2 separate regions of the Mus musculus genome follow, and region 2 is linked to region 1. Evidence: chromatin contacts called from public Hi-C data. All regions are on one chromosome and are shown on one strand. The core of a region is the stretch at or near the end of the contact, and the rest is flanking DNA. Distances in the headings are between cores, read along the strand shown.

Region 1 (6,203 bases), core at 1,058-3,557:
TGTGGTTTGAAGAATACAACTACTGTGATCAGGAAAAAGAAAAAAAAAGGCAGAAGAGAGAGGTCAAAGAGGTTATAGAAATAGCGTCAACAGCAACAGACAAGGCTTGCAAATAGAGAAAAAGCAGAGGCAGTTGACTGATAGGGGTGGAGGAGGGGCATCTGTTTATGACCCAAGAGAGGAAAGATGCTGGAGGCCAGCTCTGGAAGATGAGCTGGAAAAGGGCTTGTCTCCGGCTTCAGACACTTACAGACTATTGTGTTCCCTTACCTAAGGGTTTCCTGTGTGTCAGGCACTAGAAAGGTACCAACTGTGAAACAGGAAACGCTGATGCAGCGGGGTGGAAGCGAAGCTTGGGCAACGCAGGCCTGGTAGGCTTCCCTGAGACTCTCAGAGACCCCCCAGCATCCCAGCTTCCCAGAGACCCCCAGCATCTCAGTTTGCTTAGGAATCTGTTAAGATGCAGGGCCACAGTCCTTACTGCATCGCCAGGACTATGTACATGGTGGAAGTGCAGTATTCACTGAAGGAGTGTGCACGGTTCCTGTTGCTGTGTCAAAATAACTGGCAGAATCTCCTTAAGTAAGTAAGTGTTTACCACAGCTCAAAGTTTGAGGGTACCTGTCCTTCTCTCCGTGGTACCGTGGTGGGAGGAGCATGAGGCAGCCCCTCCCACATCGCTTCTGCAGTTAGGAAGCAAAGAGGAGAGAATTCCTGTCTCTCAGACCGCCTTCTCCTTTATTCAATCTGGGACCTGAGCCAATTAAACAGTACCACTCAGTGGGGCTGGGTCCTCCCTCTTCAGTCAACCTGTTCTGGAAACATCCTCATAGACATGTCTAGTGGTAGGTGGTTCTAAGTCCAGCTGAAATGACAATGAAGATTAATCACCACAGAGTGGACGAACGAGTAAATGAACAGACGGTAGATGGTCATATGAGGTGATCCATAAGAGAGAATTCAGATACATGGCATCGGTGGATTCTAGAACTACATAATGAGGCTGTGATTTAGCAACTACAATGGATTTATACACAAAGGTCTCTCAGCTAGAGATGCGTGTCATCATGGCTGGCTTACCAAAAGGGCACAGGCCTCTCCAGATGTGGCTCCCTGATTTTCGATTTGCAGCGCCCAGAACTGAAAAACCTAGATGAATCCTCTCTTTTCAAATCAAATTCATGGGTGTTCATACCAACAGAAAACAGCCTGAAGGGAGGAGGTTAGGGTGGAGTGACATGGAGTGAACACATGACTGGCCTTTGCTGATTCTGAAATGCAGGCAAGAAAACACACTATCTTCCAGGGCTTTCTGGCCCTGCAGACACCTTGATTTTAGCCTATGAACTCCAATATGCCCTCATTTCACAAAAGAGGACAAGAGCCCCAAGACTCACTCTGACTCTGCCCTAATTCATACAAGTTGGTGACCTATCTCAAATCCATCAGGACAGTGAAGACTAGGGGTTCATAAATGCAGCGTTCGGATTTGTGAAGTCTGGGCTGGGATCTGGCTCCCTGCTTTTCCAACGTGCTGGCAGACAAAGCCTGGAGCCCAGGGTTCAGATTCCTGCTTCCATCTTGGGATCTGACAATCTAGAAAAGCCAGGGACATCTGATGGGATTCCACAAGGAGGCAGTAGGGATCCAATGTGTGTAAGTCTTTGGAGAATGGGATTTATTGTCTCACAGGACAAGGCAAGATAATAAAGGCATAATTCTCTATGTTTCCTGTGAGGCAGATATCACCAAAATGGGATAGGTTTCTTGTGCTTCAGGCTGCCCTGTAACCTGCTCTGTATCCAGGTGGCCTTGAATTTATATTCCTGCTGTTTCAGCCTCCCAGGCTATGGAACGTCAGACCAGCACCATCATGGCCAGGCGGCTATGTGATTAATATTTGTAGCTGAAAAGGCATCTTAAACTTGCCAGCATATGTCTGCCATTGCATACAGCACAGAGATCAAAACACCATGGTTCTTTATTTTCAACTTTGAGAGAGAGAGAGAGAGAGAGAGAGAGAGAGAGAGAGAGAGAGAGAGAGAGAGATTAATGTGATTGTGGGAGAAAACATTAGTCTTTAATTTCAACCCCAAGTTTTATGTATTTCCTTTTAGAAAAAAATAATAATGCGCTTATCTTTGAGAAACGTCTCTGAAATCTTGACAATGCGGGGGCTCCTGGGTGACCCCGCCTCTCCTCTGGCCTCAAAACTCCTCCTTCGGGCGCTGCAAACTCAGAACCAGGATGCCGCCTGCCCACCAACTGCAGCTGTGGTTTCCTCAGTCTTTGTTTTGGAAAAAAAAATATGCTGCCCTACTTCTCTGTCCTTGTAGAACGTACATCTGTTTCTGGCTACCAGAGCCACCTGCAGGCTAAGAGTCTTCTGGTTTCATTTTTGAAGCAGCTCCCTGGCACGCAAGTGAGGAGTATCAGTGCTCAGACACATGACTGCAGGAAGGGAGCAAATGCTGGACTGTTCTCTGTGACTCTACCTTTTAAAAAGCTTTTCTCTGCTCCCATCTCCCCTTCCTTCTCCCTCTATCTGTCTTCCCTTCTCTCCCTCTTTCCCTCATCTCTCTCAATTTATTTTCATTTTAGACAGGGTTTCCTTTATGGCCCAGACTGGCCTTAAGCTTTCTTTTTGTAAAAAACAAAAAAAAAATTGGTTATTTTACTTATATACATTTCAAATGTTATCCCCCTTCCTGGTTTCCCCTCTGTAAACCCCCCTATCCCCTCCCCGTCCCCCTGTTTCTATGAGGGTGCTCACCCACCCACTCCCACTTCATCACCCTAGCATCCCCTTATGCTAGGGCATTAAGCCTGCACAGGACCAAGGGCTTCCCCTCCCATCGATGTAAGATAAGGCCTTCCTCTGCTACTTATGCAGCTGGAGCCATGAGCCCCATCATGTGTATTCTTTGGTTGGTGGTTTAGTCCCTGGGAGATCTTGGGGGCTGGGGGGGGTGTCTGGTTGGTTAATATTGTTGTTCTTCCTATGGGGCTGCAAACCCCTTCAGCTCCTTCAGTCCTTCCCCTAATCCTCCATTGGGGTCTCCGTGCTTAGTCTGATGGTTGGCTGCAAACATCTGCTCTGGCAGAGCCTCTCAGGAGACATCCTGCCCCAGCCTCCTAAGTGCTGAGATTATAGGCATTTATGCAACTATGTCTCTCTTGTAGTGGCTCAAATATGGTCCCCAGCCCCAACGGTGTTTATATAGAAGGGATTTTTAAAGTATTTTCTTTTCTTCATGTGTATGCATAGATGTGTGTGTGTGCGTGTGCGTGTGCGTGTGCGTGTGTGTGTGCGTGTGCGTGTGTGTGTGTGTGTGTGTGTGTGTGTGGCAGGTACAAGTTTATGTGCATGCATGCATGTGAAGACCAGAAAACCTGTCACGCTTCCACTAGTTCTCAGGCAGCTGCTCACCTTAGGTTTATTTTAAATTTTAAATTTTTTAAAATTTTTGCCGTTTTTGTTATTATTTTGTTTTGTTTTTGAGACAGGTTTCTCTGTATAGCTCTGGTTGTCCCGAAACTCATCTGTAGATCAGCCTGGCTTGGAACTCAGAGATCCACCTACCTCTGCCTTCCAAATGCTGGGATTAAGGGTGTGTGCCAACCATACCCAACTCACCTTATTTTGCTTTTGTTTCCTTTCTCTTTAAAAATGACATAAGGTCTCTCACTGGCCAGGAACTTAACAAGTCCTTCAGGCTGGCTAGCCAACAAACCCCTGGAATGTGTCCATTTCTTCCTTCCCATGGCTGGGATTAAACCCACACCATCATGCACTGGAGTTTTACGTGGGTCCTGGGGAGGGAGGTTGATTGAACTCAGATTCTCATGTTTGCAAGGCAAGCACTTTATCAACTGAACTATCTTTGCAGCCCTAAAGCATTTCTAAGATAACTTTTCTGCAAACTCCCTCAGCTCTGGTGTTTGCCTGTAAAGGTCATGATGATGCTGTTGGTAGACAACAAGTGGATGAGCTGTCTGGATCAGCGACAGCAGCACTGGGGTATCTTAGAAAGGACGAGGAAAACATTGTGCTAGGTTCTGCAGAGAAACTTCCCTTTGCTCCCAGTCAAGGTTCAGTGGCCATGCCTGAATGCTGGACCATTTGGCTTGAGGACTGTGGATGGTGGAAGAACTTAGTTAGCATTGTGGGTATCTTTTAGTTATTAGTCTGGGAGAGTGAAAAACCACAGCTCGGGTGTGAGACAGCCCTTGCTGGTGGTGCAACCATGTTCAGGACCCTGTACTTCTGAGTTTCTGCACCACAGTGTTCTGTCCCTATCTGTAAAATCTGAATAAAAATATCCGCCCTCAGGGCTGGTGAGATGGCTCAGTGGTTAAGAGCACTGACTGCTCTTCCGAAGGCCCTGAGTTCAAATCCCAGCAACCACATGGTGGCTCACAACCATCTGTAATGAGATCTGACTCCCTCTTCTGGTGTGTCTGAAGACAGCTATAGTGTAGATACATATAACAATAAATAAATTAAAAAAAGATATCCGCTCTCATGATTTCTGCGAAGACTGAAAGAAATAGTTCAATGGACACAAAGAAAGCCCCTAAAATATTCCTTCCTCCAAGAACTAGAGCAAGCAGGCTTTTCATGGCTAGCCTCCGTGGCTATGAGATATAGTATGTCTCACATTGGTTTGCCTATTGTTCTATTATCTGCCAGTAATGTTGACTTTATATTCTCCCAGTGACAGAAAAGGGCTACAAAATGCAAATTGTAGCAGTCCAATCATGTTGTAAGTTGCAGGATTTGTGCTTACGCACAAATATAGAAGAGGTGGCTGTGCTTAGCAAGACATAATCATCAGGCTCCAGAGATGGTTGGCTCAGGGGGAGTCCTAGTTAGGACTTCTGTTGCTGTGATGGAACACCATGGCTGAAAGCAAGCTGAGGAGGAAAGGGCTCATTTGGCTCCCACTTCTACATGGTACTCTCTGAAGGAAGTTAGGACAGGAGCTCAAACAGGTCAGGATTCTGTAGGCAGGAGCTGATGCAGAGGCCATGGAGGGATGCTGCTCATTGGATTGCTCCCCATGGCTTGCTAGGCCTGCTTTCATATAGAACACAGGACCACTAGCCCAGGAATGGCTCCACCTATAATAGACTGGGCCTTCCCCCATCAATCACCCATTTTAAAAAATGCCTTACCGTCAGATCCTATAGAGGCATTTTTTTTCAATTAAGGTTCTCTTCTTTCAGCTAACTCTGGTTTGTGTCAAGTTGACATGAAGCTAGCCCAGCACAGTGGGTAAAGCCCTTGCTATTCATGCTTGAGGACATGAGTTCAAATCCTTAGAACACGTGTAAACTAGACACTGAAGAATGTGTCTGTAATCCCATGTAATTCCATGGCAAGATAGACGCAGACACATGAGAATTCCTGAAAGCTTGTAGGCTGGCTAGTATGGTGTGTAGACAGTACTGTACAACAAAGATCCTGTCAGAAACAAGGAAGGCAATGAATGAAATCTGAGGTTGTCCTTGGGACCGCCACAGGTATTTACAGTGCGTGCGTGTGTGTGTGTATGTGTGTGTGTGTGTGTGTGTGTGTGTGTGTGTGTGTGTGTAATTATACACTTTTACTTCCTAAGCTTTCTTACAGCCCAAAAATAGATCTTAAAAGCTTACCTCACAAAAGTCTTTTATTGCCTTCACTTTGTTCCTGGGTACTGTTAAAGGAAGCTATTGAGAATAGGATAGTTTTCCTATTTTTTTTTTCTGAGCAAATTTGTTATTGGTATATAAAAAGCTGCTGATTTTTGTATATTGTTCTCATATCCCCCAACTTTATTGGATGTGTTTGTTAGCATTAGCATATGAAAGTCTTCTGGTAGAGTCTGCAGCATCTTTTAAGTATAGCATCGTTTTGACTGCAAGTGGGGATAACTTGACTCCTTTTCCTATTTGTAAACCTTTTATATGGCCTGCTTGTCTTGTGGCTCTAGCTAAGACTGAGCCCTAAATGAATAACAAAAGAGCAAGTGTGGAAAAGGGGGATTAATTGTTTAATTCCAGATTTTTAGAGAAAATTCTCTCGATCCCCCTCCCCCCCAATTTTATGTGCTGGCTACAGATTTGTTATTATTATTGTTTTATTATTTCGAGGTCTGTCTAGTCCTAATTTCTCCATGACTTCTGTTGTGAAGCCATGTTGAACTATGTTTTCTACACGT
Region 2 (5,941 bases), core at 233-2,732, 2.1 Mb before region 1:
AGTCATCTTATTTCACTGGGTATCTGTGAAGTGGGAAACACCCCCCCTCCACCCCCCTATCAAAAAAAATTCCCGGGGAGAAAATTTACATTAATCTAAACAGTATCATCCTGCTATAACATCTACCATTAGTCATAAAGTCCAATGACTTTATAAAGCTTTTCAGCTCTTCTCAAACATGAGCTAAATGAGGAAATCTCTTAATTTTCTGATTTAGCTTTATTTTGAGATTTGATTGGTACATCCCCTATATGTGCAGAGGGGCCTGCAGTCCTCAGGTGAAAAAAAAAAAAAAAAAAGGAAAAGGCGACTTGAGAATTTTCTAAGAATACAGAGTGATTAAGTAATGTTCCTAACATGTGTACTTGCGTTCACTTCATAAACAAAGGCCTATCTGGGGAATTCAGCTTATGTAAGGATTGCTGGGTAGTATGCCTGTAACTGCATTTAAAATACAATGATGGACTGGTGTCATTTATTTCTGAAGTCTACAGTTACCGTATCATTTCTTATATTTCCCGAAGCCGTTGTCCATTTGGCGCTGTGAGGCTCAAATGAAGACTGGAGCCTTGGAAAAGGAGGGGAGCAAGCTCTGAGGACAATGACTGCCACGTGTCCCCTCAGAGCAGTCGCCACAAGGACTCAGGGAGCATGAAAGTAGGAAGTGAAATCGGAGGCCTTCCTGTTATGTAACGAATTCATTAAAAAAAAAAAAAAAAGTGACAACTATTCATTCCAGTCAATATCTTCAGCAGCCCTGTGCGCCGGCGGAGAGAGGGAACTCCGCTCTATATGTGCGACAGGACAGGGGGGAAAATATTAAGAAGATGCAACGCTGACCTGAAGGCAAAGCCTTAGGCAAACTTCAGTCAGTGGAGGAAGCAAGCTGAGGACCTGCCTTTCCAAGAGGCCCTTGAAAAGTCAGACAATTCAGGGGGAAGATCATTGAAGAAACAGCGAGAAAGAGTGAAACAGCATGGAACTTTCTGGTGGCTTGCGGTCTAGCGCGGCGCCCAGAACCAGAACGTGGGTTGGTAAGACGTGGGAGGGGGAGGGGAGAGGTTCAACAAGAAGGAAGTGGCATGAAAGAAGGCTGAGGAAGTGGGCTGAGGCAAATGCGTGAAGGCACCAAAAATTCTTAGCAAAACTGTTAATGAATCATCCCACCGTTACATGAAATGTGCCAAGGAACCTATTTATGAATATCAAACTCCTTTGGGGTGTCTGGCGATTTTTTTCCTTTCTCTGTCTTGAACACCTGTACACACACACTCTCTCTGTCTCTGCTCTCTCTCTTCTCCTTCACACACACACACACACACACACACACACACACACATTAGGCTTTTCGATGTGTCTCCAGGATGATAGCTTCTCCCAGCATGCTCCACGGAAGGCGGACCCTGCAGCCAGCACAGTCCCGGGGCACCCGAAATCCAGACCAACTCCTGCCCCACCCTGACCCTTGTGCCCTTGGACCTTAGGTAACTTCAGCTCACTCCCGATAGCTCAAGGCACTGGAGAGGATTCCAGGAAGTCATGTGGTTACACAAACTAAGCACTTAAAAGTAACCGCATTGGTGGCAGTCGGCTCTCCAGCTTTACACATTCCATATCCACAAACTCGATTAAGTTCAGATGAAACATTCTAAAAAAAAAGAGTTGGACGTGCACAGCCAGAATACACACTAACATTTTCCTTCTTACCACTCCGCCCCCCCCCTCCGCCCCCCAGGTCGATACAGTACAGGGTTCTACATTTGAGCGGCCTGAGCATGCGCATCTCTGAGGCCCTGCACAGGTCCCCTTCCTGTTCTAGTTTAAACACACGCGCGGGCCACCCTTCTCCAAACGGTTCTGAGGTAGAAGTATCAATCAGGTTAAAACACTGGGATCCTTTTTAATCTAACAGTCCTGACTGTTGCAAGGTACAACATACAAAGGAGACGAAGTTTAAAACACTCCTGCCAGACAGGGACTGCTAACGAAATGTCATCAGAGACCACTGCAAACTGCCACCGTAGAACCTGAGGTCCGGAAGAGCCCTCCCTCCCTCGTGCTGCTACCATGAGTAAGACGCTGTGCTCTGTAGGCAGGCATGGCAGGTGGATGCTTCAGCAAGCCAAACGTGGTTGGCACTAACTCTGCCATATTCAGTGTTATTCCTTCCCAAATGTAAGGGGGAAATGTTGACAAGCCTTCACAGCATTTTTTTTTAAATTACATTCTTATTACTATCTCTGATGAAAATCTTTGGAGTACGTTTTTTTTCCCCCTAGTATTTTCTGGACCTTAAGCCTCTCCTCCGGAGACCCCACTGTTTTTTGGGTTAGTTTTACTTTTTGCCTTGAAACCAGCCAGGCAGATGAGTACTGCAAGTAAAGAAAGATTAATGGCCAGACACCAAAACTTCCAGAAATTCACTCTTCATAGAAAAAAGTGGTGAATTCCATTTAAATTTAGCTATGCAGACATCCTTTTTTAAAAAGTTCATTTAATAGAAGCCAATTACAGTAAATTCTTGGTAAATTTGACCTCAAGGTGTGTGTTGACAAGTCATCACTTTTTTTTTCTTTTTCTTGTTTTGGTTTTTTGTTGTTGTTGTTGTTTGTTTGTTTGTTTGTCTTGCTTCTGATTTTGGTTTTAAGTTGTCCTGCTAGAGTGGTTTCCAACAGTTAGAAACACAGGTTTTCACCATGTGTGCAGGACAGTGTATATGTAACATCAGTCCTGGGCTTGACTGACAGTTCTAAATGAATACAAGCTGAGAGATGGTACAATACTTCGAGGCTATATGCTTCAGTCGCTTAAAAGAATTCCCTGTGTAGACAGGACCTTTCCTCCAAAATGTAGAGACATTCATTTGCATGGCCTTCAGCCTTAACAAATAATCCAGACAGCCCTACAAGAAGTAGCAGAAGCCAGCAACACAATTGCTCTTGTTTTTTGGAGACTGAATGGAGAAGACCTCTCATATTTTGTGTAGTCAGAAAACATGGGCATTAAAAACCTCATTGTCAAAAATCACTCACACTGCCAGGCCACCCTTGGTAACATACGACCTAAGATGTTAACATATCCACCAACTGACTCTAAGGAAGATTTAAAAAAAAAAGGAAAAACAACCACAGAAGCTAAAATTAAACCACCTCCATTAGAATTACTAGCAGCACAGTCTAAATGATCAATACGCTCTTTCCCGAAAACATCTTAAAGTTGACCAAATGAGAGTAAATAGCCTTCCTAAAATAGTCCAACTGACAGGTATCAAAACATGGCTTGGCTTTAAAGATGGGGAAAAGTAACTCAGGTTTTGGGGTGGGGGATGATAAATGCAGAGAACTTGGCAAGAACTAAGCCAAAAAACTCCCCCCCCATATTTCCCCCCACCACACCCCCCACACCCCCAGCCACCCCAGGTGGCTGCTGGTCTCTGTTAGAGGGAGGCAAGACACACAGGGCTGAGAAGACAGGTGCTTAGCCCCTTCTAGACAAAACCCACAGCACCCAGCAGCAGAGCCCCAGCCAGGTCCCAAACACTTCCAGCGAGCAAAGGGACGAGAAACACGTTTACCTGGTAGAGAAACTGTCCTCTGTGTCAGCAGCACTGCTGTGTGGTCAGAAACCCCAGTCCTTCAGATCTACAGAGCAGCCTTGTCAAGCAGGGCTGTGTGGTCACAAGGCAGGAAGTAACTGCAGTGGCAAATCACCAGGCAGGAAAGAAATAGATTTTGTCTTTATAAGGACATTTTACTCAACATTTTTTTTAATGTCTCCTCCCCCTGAAAATCACCTGACAACAGGTCACAGTGAAATCTAGAAGCCACCTTCCACTTCCTCCTCTCTAGGAGCATTCTGCTTCCCACCCTGGGTCTCTCTCTGCAGGCCCTGGGCTACTTAAGCCCTTCTGATCACAGATAGGGAGCGAAGGTCAGCTTCCTGGCTGAACTCTTTTGTCTGACTCTAGTTGCTTAAAGCAAAACCCAGGAGCCTACATACTTTCATCTGGGAAAAAACAAATTCTTCATCTCCAGTGAAACAACAAAGGAAGAGGTGTGATGTACAAACTGTAAGGGATTTTCATGGGCGAACATGCCTATCCCACCTCCCTCTCTCTCTCACCCCATTTGAAACCAATCCCTCTCCCACTCTCTCAATGATGATCATATCTGTATAAACGAAACAAAACGATCTCTCTAAGCACAGGGCCCATAGAGAAAGGTTACTATATTATTTACTCATTCCTTTACTTATAGAACACCCACGTGTTCAGGATCTCTTTAACCCAATTAGAGAGTTCAATTATTTAAACATTTCCTGTAAAGAAGAGTAGTGAATCCTTCAGGAAGCGGTCAGTCCTTCCAACAGGCTGGATCCCTTCAGACAACAGTCATCCACCCATTTCCTGGAGTCCTCACGCTCCCAACAATAACGGAGATGCTGTCATTTAGCCTTGGGGCTGCATGCTACAGCTAGGCCCCCAGGCTCAGTCGGTGAGGATGCCTGCTCATTCTACAGGTATCTGTGTTTTTGTAAGAGCCAGGGCTGCTGCCAAGCTGAGCATGGTCCCACTGACTCCGCTGTTCTTTAGACTTCCTTGGCTTTTCTGGTTTCCTTACAAAGTTCTCCGTCTTAACTTCTAATGCTGAGATAAGGCCACCGAGTGTATCTCCTTCATCTGCTTGATAAGGCAACTTTTTACTCAGAAACCCACAGGGCTCCTATTGAGAAAGAGGGTCTGCTAGAGCACGGGAAGACATGGAGAAGGTTCGGTCTTCTCTAGATCTGGTCCTAAAGAACATTCTAGGAATGGTTCTAGTAAGAACTGACGGCTGTCTTCAGATGTCCCTGGTAAGAGTGACGTGGTGAGTAGAATCCCAGTTAGTAACTGGCAGAGGGAACTCAGGGGCCCTTGACTTTGTACAGAGAAGCATCTAGGCATTGTTCATATAAGATTGGCTGCATGATACAGCAGTTAAATGCTGTTAGCCTCCACTTTTGGGAATAGCCCCCACTCAGGGTTCTAGAGAAGAGCTCCACAGATGGCCTGCATAGCCTTCTTCAGGGGAAAGAGTGAGTGCTGACTGTGCATCTGCCTGTCTGCTTCTGCACTCTTGTGGTTTCAGAATGGAGCAAAGACCCAACAGCCGTGCCTCATGAAAAGGAACCAATCTATATTTGATTACCTGGGGGACAGAGAGCAGGAGCATTCTGTAGGTGCTTGGGCCTGATCACAGGAGACCCAAGGAATCTATAAAAGAAAGAGAGAAAACCACTCGTGTGTCGGTTCCTCTCGTGTGTGAGTGTCTGCCCACGCTGGAGACTGAGACAGAAGTGAAGCAGAAGCATTGCTCTCAGGGAGGAGCAAGACTGGTGCAGGGAGACATGAAATGAAACGTCGGGGAGGGCTGAGACACCGGCATGGTGGGATGCAGGCACAGATTAGTGGAGAGCAGAAGTAAAACTCACCACATTCCAGCTAGAAGCTGGTTCCAGGCACAATAAGAACCTGAGTCAGGACAGTGCCTACACTGGGTAAGAAAGCTGCCCAGCAGGTCACTGCTTGTCTAGTCATTGCCACCTAGTTGACACAGCCCCTTCCAGCTCTGATCCTCCTCTGCCACCTGTCACTGCCTCCGGCCACATCCTGGATTTCACCATTCAGGTTCCTCCATGGTAATCTCTTCATCTGCCTCTCTCAGTGATGAAAATCTACCCAGGAGTAGGCAGCTGTGGAGTTTGTTGTTGTTTGTTTGTTTAGTTTTTTTTCATTCAGTGTTTAAACATTGCTTGTGATGGTTAAACAGGAGAGTTAACTTTGAGTTTTATTGTTTTTAGCTCCTCTGCAGACAGTACACAACCTCTGTCCTGCACTCGGATAGGGCCCCCACCCTCCTACCATAAGCCCTGTGTCTCTGCTGCCCCCTCCACTAAGCTCAGC

The links. A called contact is a pair of places that touch in the nucleus more often than the background predicts.
Region 2: a Hi-C map of pre-B cells shows a contact between it and region 1, with 9 times the contacts expected there. The contact joins two enhancer-like sites.

The regions. Positions count from the first base shown.
Region 1 is chr14:73,113,250-73,119,452 of GRCm38.p6, reverse strand. No RefSeq gene overlaps it. Among named protein-coding and RNA genes, the nearest start is that of Gm35388, 13 kb to the right of the region's middle. Within about 2 kb of position 2,307, at least 152 of the 459 cell types and tissues checked have an H3K27ac peak or open chromatin away from gene starts, as enhancers often do. A contact at or near this core is called in pre-B cells, where this site is marked.
Region 2 is chr14:75,174,567-75,180,507 of GRCm38.p6, reverse strand. Lcp1 (lymphocyte cytosolic protein 1) reads right to left here. Exons shown (of 17, transcript NM_008879.4): 2 at 3,575-3,693. Among named protein-coding and RNA genes, the nearest start is that of Gm15628, 40 kb to the right of the region's middle. Within about 2 kb of position 1,482, at least 161 of the 459 cell types and tissues checked have an H3K27ac peak or open chromatin away from gene starts, as enhancers often do. A contact at or near this core is called in pre-B cells, where this site is marked.